2 separate regions of the Canis lupus genome follow, and region 1 is linked to region 2. Evidence: chromatin contacts called from public Hi-C data. All regions are on one chromosome and are shown on one strand. The core of a region is the stretch at or near the end of the contact, and the rest is flanking DNA. Distances in the headings are between cores, read along the strand shown. Region 1 holds the start of AGK (acylglycerol kinase, mitochondrial). Region 2 holds the start of SSBP1 (single stranded DNA binding protein 1).

Region 1 (2,915 bases), core at 231-2,730, 180 kb after region 2:
GTGGAGAAGGGTAGTGTGTGCAGTTGAGAAGATGGTGGATTTGAGATGCCTGCAGGATACCCAAGTGGCTATCCAAATGACCAGTCTGGATTTAGCAGTTTGAAGCTAGGAGAAATTGGGTGGGAGATAGAGATCTGGGCCTTGTCCGTGTGGAGGAGGTCCAAAAACCACCGGAGGCAAGGATGGGGGGGGGGGCGGGGGGTATGCCAATACTGTTAGAGAACAACCTGAGAGTTGATAAAAAAAAAAAAAAGTCTGTTTACAGGCCATCCACGAGCCAATGGAACTCCTTTTTTGTTACAGAACAGTGCTTCATTCACAAAAATGTGGAAACACTTTTTTCGCAGGCAAGCGAGTATAGCGGAATGAGCAGCGGTGCGAGGATCCTGAGGCCTAGATGCCAGGGCAGCTCTCTCACTTCCAGGCGGTGAGAACCTGGGTAAGTCATTCGGCCTCCACCTCCCTTTCCCTGTTCGTAAAATGGGAAGACGGCATCTGCTCTGATCAACTCAGCTGGCTGCAAAAATCACACCTGCTGGGGCTGTGAACCCACGTTACTCGATAGTAAAATGAGGATACAACACCTGCTCTGATTAAGTGATCTGGATAAAAAGATCTCATCTGTATCTAAGTTGTCACGGCAATGTGCACTCTATTAACCAGCGGTGCATACTTCCTCTAAGTACCCAGCAGTATTCTTACTCCTCAATCTCGGGTAAGATCTGAATGTGATGCGTTCAAATGAACATCTCGCGTCTGGGGCCTCCGGGTGGCTCAGGGGTCGAGCACGTGCCTTCGGCCCAGGGCGTGACCCTGGGGACCCGGGATCGAGTCCCGCGTCGGGCTCCCTGCGTGGAGCCTGCTTCGCCCTCTGCCTGGGTCTCTGCCTCTCTGCCTCTCATGAATAAATAAACAAAATATTTAAAAAAAAAAAAAAACCCTCCCAATTTCTGGTGGGCAGGCGCCTCCAGCAAACACAACCAGGTAAAGCACCAGGAATGAATGAACCGACCCATCCACCAAACCGCCCGGAAAGGCCCAGAGGGGACAGGGGGCGGGGGAGTCGCCCAGGGCAGCGACGGCTCGGGGCCCAGCTCCCAGGCCAGCTGACTCCCAGGGGGACCCCCGGGACCCCGGCCCCGCCCCCACCCCGACCCCAGGGGCGGCTCCCGCCGCTCCGCTCCGCCCCGCCCCCCGCTCTGAGGCAGCCCCGGCCGCACCCCCGGCCCCGGGGGAGGCCCCCCGCCGCCCCGCCCCCATCCTCCGGCCCCGGGGGCGCCCCCGCCGCTCCGCCCCACCCCCCAGAGGCCTCCCGCGGGCCCCGCCGCTCGCCCCGGCCCCGGCCCCGGCCCCGCGCCGCTCACCCGGCCGCTCCCGCTCGCCGCCCCGGCTTCCTGTGTGCTCCCTCACGCTTCCCCCGCGCCTTTAAGGGAAACCGCGGCGCCGCCGCCCTCGGGTTCCGCTGCGCCCGCCCGCCCGCCCGCCCGCGGACCGTGCTGCGCGGGAGCCCGCCGGGGGCCGCCCCTTCTCCGGCGCCCGCCGCCCGCCGCCCCGCCCGGCGCCCGCGGAGTTTCGGGGAGGGCGGTGTCTCGGGACCCGGCGGTGTCGGAAAACCACGGAGCCGGGCACGTGCAGGAGGAAACGACAGAACAAAACACAACCCGCCCCCCGCCCCCCGCCCCGAGCTGTCGGACAGCGGGCGCCCGCGTTGGCCCCGCCGGGGGGGGGGGGGGGGGGGGCTGATGGGAGGGGGAGCAGGTGCCGCGCCGGCAGGTGCGCCCCGGGCGGCGGAGGGCGGAGGGCGGCCTGCACGGGACACCGAGCGGCCCGGGGCGCGTGCGGGGGGAGCCCGGGGGTGACGGCACCTGCCGTACTTGCCAGCATCGCTCTCCGGCCGCGCGGAGGAGCCGGGGCCGACGGCAGTTCGAGTCCCGCACCCCCGCGTTAGCCTTGGCACCACGCCAGCCCGTCCAGGCTGCCCTCCTACCTCCTTCCTACCTCCCTCCTTCCCCATCATTCCTCCAAACAACTTTGATGAGTGCGGGGCGCTGCCGCGTGGAACCCCGCGTGGTTCCTGCCTTCCCCGTTTGCTCCAGGTAAACGTGCGTCCTCCCTGGCTTCCCCTACATGCTTGTCTTAGGAAGCACCGCAACATCCAGCGGGTATAGTGCGGTAGGGCCCACCCTACCCTACCAGGTTCCAATCCTCACTGGGCCACCCTAGGTCATGGGAACTTGCAGCCCTCTCTCCTCTGTCTGTAAAGTAGGCGCTAAGAAGATCATCGTAAAACACATCTTCTAGCTATAAAATGTTGTGATACTAAAGGTATGGGAGACAGTTCTTGCCACTTCTCTTCTCCCAGCTATTTAGGACATGTGCTCTTGAAAATGAGTTGCCGAACTGCATCCCTGTAAGGCTAGAAAAATCTGAAGACTTCGCGCCGGATGGCCCAATGGGCAGACTAAGCTTTAGGGCTTCCGCAAAACAGTGGTTTCCAAAAATGAGAAACGTTCTCTTCGGATGAACGAACGTACCATAACTTCCCAACCAGAAAATCTAAAGAGAAATTTTCTCTCTCTCTCTCTCTTTTTATTTTATTTTATTTTATTTATTTATTCATGAGAGAGAGAGGCAGAGACACAGACACAGGCAGAGGGGGAAGCAGGCTCCATGCAGGGGGCCTGACGTGGACTCCATCCCGGGTCTCCAGGATCAGGCCCTGGGCTGAAGGCAGGCGCTAAACCACTGAGCCGCCCAGGCTGCCCAAAAGTTTTCTCTTAAAACTTAGGAGAGGAGAACTTGATTTTATTTGAGTTGGAGCCATGGACAGTTGGAAACATCAGGCATCACAAAGCAGGTGCCCAGAAGGCCTGTGAAGAAGGGCAGCAGGTCAATCCACCTGGGAGAAAACGACA
Region 2 (2,719 bases), core at 20-2,519:
CCCTCTGCCTGTGTCTCCCATGAATAAATAAAAAAAATCTTTAAAAGAAAAAAGAAAAAAAAAAAAAAAAAAAAAAAGGAACCGCATGCCTCAGAGAAGAATGCTGGAAATGACTCTCCTAGTCTTTAGCTCACGCAAGACAGTAAAGGCTCTGTAACTGATGTAAACGCAAGTTACGTGTTTTAAAAAATTGACTCCCCCCCAAAAAAATAAATAAAAAATAAAAATAAAAAATTGACTCCCGTTATATAGGCAAGCTGGAAAACCTTTGTTGTCTTTGAGAACAGCATTTACTCAGATGAAATCTGCCCCTGATCCTAGCAAAGGAGTACACATCTCCCTCTCGTAGGTCCTTCGCCTACCGAGGTCAAAACCCTGAAGAAGCCTCATCACCTGTGCTGGACGAGAACGCATCTCAACACCATCACGGAGAAGCGACTGATTACCTGTAATACGGGTCTTCGAAACATGGCTTCTATTTGCTTTTCCTACAGTGTAGTGTGTGGTCTTCCCCTGGAAAAAAAGAGAGAGAGAGAGATGTCACTTAGAGCAAGAGCACAAACCCACTAATCCTAACGTCCCGACTACATTCCTAATTTTACGCAGTCCCCCTCGCGACCATAAACATCCCTGCACATTTTACCAGGACTCTTCCTCTCAAATGAAAAAAAAAAAAAAAAGAAGTTGAAGTCGTTTTTACTCCCCTTGCTTCTTCCTCTAACTCCTACCAAAAAAAAAAAAAAACTGATTTTTTTTTCCCCACTCGCATTCCACGGTCTTCTCAAATTCCAGCAAAATGCAAGCCCCCTTGAGTTCCCAATTAAAAATATATATATATGTAAGAAAATAAAAATGCAAGCCCCCCCCCTTCCCAGGGCTGATTTATATTGACTGCCACATCCAACGCTCCTAAGTTTGTTCCTGACCCATAGTGGAGGCCCACCAAGTATGACAACGTCACCAAGGGATGTAAATCTGAAACCTGGAGCTGCTAAAATCACCGCCCTCCATGCCGGTGGCAAAGCCCACGGAGACCCCGGGACTCCCCCCCACCCCCCCGGCCCCGGCCTCCCCGCAGGGACGGGCGGGTCCCCTTCCCAAAGGTGGCGCTCCTAACCCACCCCGTAAAAGGACCTGGGAAGTGACAGAAAACCCTGAAGTCCTCCGCACGGGGGAGAAGAAGAGCCGAGACACACACACAGCAGCCGCAGCACCTCCTCGCCATCAGCAGCGACGAGCTCCCGCTCGCCCCCTCCCGCACCGGAAGCTCTCGCGGGTTCAGCGTCACCGCCACAAGCACTTCCGGGGGACAGGGAGAACGCACGCCTCGCGAGAGGAATGAGAACGCGGAACGGCTGCGGCGTGCGTCGTAGAAACGCTCCGGGCAGCGCTTCCGGAAGCGACGCGGTAGTTCCGCCAGCTTCTTTTTTTTTTTTTTTTTTTTTTTTTCCACCTCCGGGCGGAAGCGGATGAGGCAACGCCGCCGAGCGGTGAGTAGCGGAAGTGATTTCAAGTTTCTAATAAAATGAAATGATTGGACGAGCTTCCCCTGTGGCCCAGGAGGGGCCGAGGTGGGCGAGGGCAAAGGATGCTCCGCCTGCGGGGGGAGCCTGCGCAGGTCCAGGCAGGCCTGCAGCGGGGAAACCCGGGGGAGGAAGTCGAGCTGAGAAAGGAAAAATTAAGGGGATGCAAAAAAAAAAAAAAAAAAAAAAAAATTGGCGATCAAAATAATATTTCAGGAAGAGTCAGGGTGAGATTTTTAAGAATGTTAGTTCAAAAAAGAAATCTGTGATGAACAAAAAATAAAAATAAAAATAATTTTTTTTAAAAAAAAAGCAAAATTTTAATTAAATTCTGAGCCATATTGAATCCTGAGGCACAAGAGGGGGGAAAAAAAAACGTTCGTTTTTACATATACCTCCCCCACCAAAAAAAAAAAAAAAAATTCCATGATATTAAAATACTTGAATATCGAAAATTCGAAGAGAAGGTTTATTAAAACGCACCCCATTAAGTTTATATTATTTATGCCAAAACCAGAAGTCAGTGTAGTTCTACTTTCCTGGCTTCCCTGGAAGTAAATTGATGCATAATATTTACAGCAATCTACTTATTATGCTTTCCTTCTTTCCAGCCGTGGGCCTTGCATGTGCGACCATGTCTCTTAACCAAGTTGCAATCTTTGTTTTTTTTTTCTTTTTTAAGATTTTATTTATTTATTCATGAGACACACAGAGAGAGGCAGAGACACAGGCAGAGGGAGAAGCAGGCTCCATGCAGGGAGCCCCACATGGGACTCAACCCCTGGCCCCCGGGGTCAGGCCCTGGGCTGAAGGTGGAGCTAAACCGCTGAGCCACCCAGGCTGCCCTAATTTTAATATCTTTAAAATATTGCATTAAAGTGTCCTTGAGCTTGGTTGCTGTGTTTCTTGGCACCGTCAGCCTGGGTCCTGCTCAGTGGGAGGGTACTGGGGTGGTCCAGGTTGCAGGACCTGGGCCAGAGGCGGCCTCCCCAGGCCTCTCCTCTGCTGGCCCCGGGGGCCTGTCCTGGGTTCCCCGCCAGACCAGTCTAACAAGCAAATTGCCATCTGGGGACCCTATACCTAGAGAGGTCCTCACTGGCCCATTTTTGTCTCAAAAGGAGAAAACACAGACTACTTAACATGGCTTCCAATGGACATTTTAACCTGCTCCTAAAAGCCTGGCTGACGAGCTGGTA

What was found. A called contact is a pair of places that touch in the nucleus more often than the background predicts.
Region 1: a contact with region 2 is called in a Hi-C map of blood, with 8 times the contacts expected there. The contact joins the promoter of AGK here to the promoter of SSBP1 in region 2. A contact is called at or near these places in 2 of 9 Hi-C or Micro-C datasets (both in blood).

Annotation. Positions count from the first base shown.
Region 1 is chr16:7,420,936-7,423,850 of UU_Cfam_GSD_1.0, forward strand. It overlaps AGK (acylglycerol kinase, mitochondrial), which reads right to left and starts at 1,481. Exons shown (of 20, transcript XR_005371229.1): 1 at 1,365-1,481.
Region 2 is chr16:7,245,218-7,247,936 of UU_Cfam_GSD_1.0, forward strand. SSBP1 (single stranded DNA binding protein 1) reads right to left here and starts at 1,270. Exons shown (of 7, transcript NM_001252279.1): 1 at 1,135-1,270; 2 at 447-513. The coding sequence starts at 470.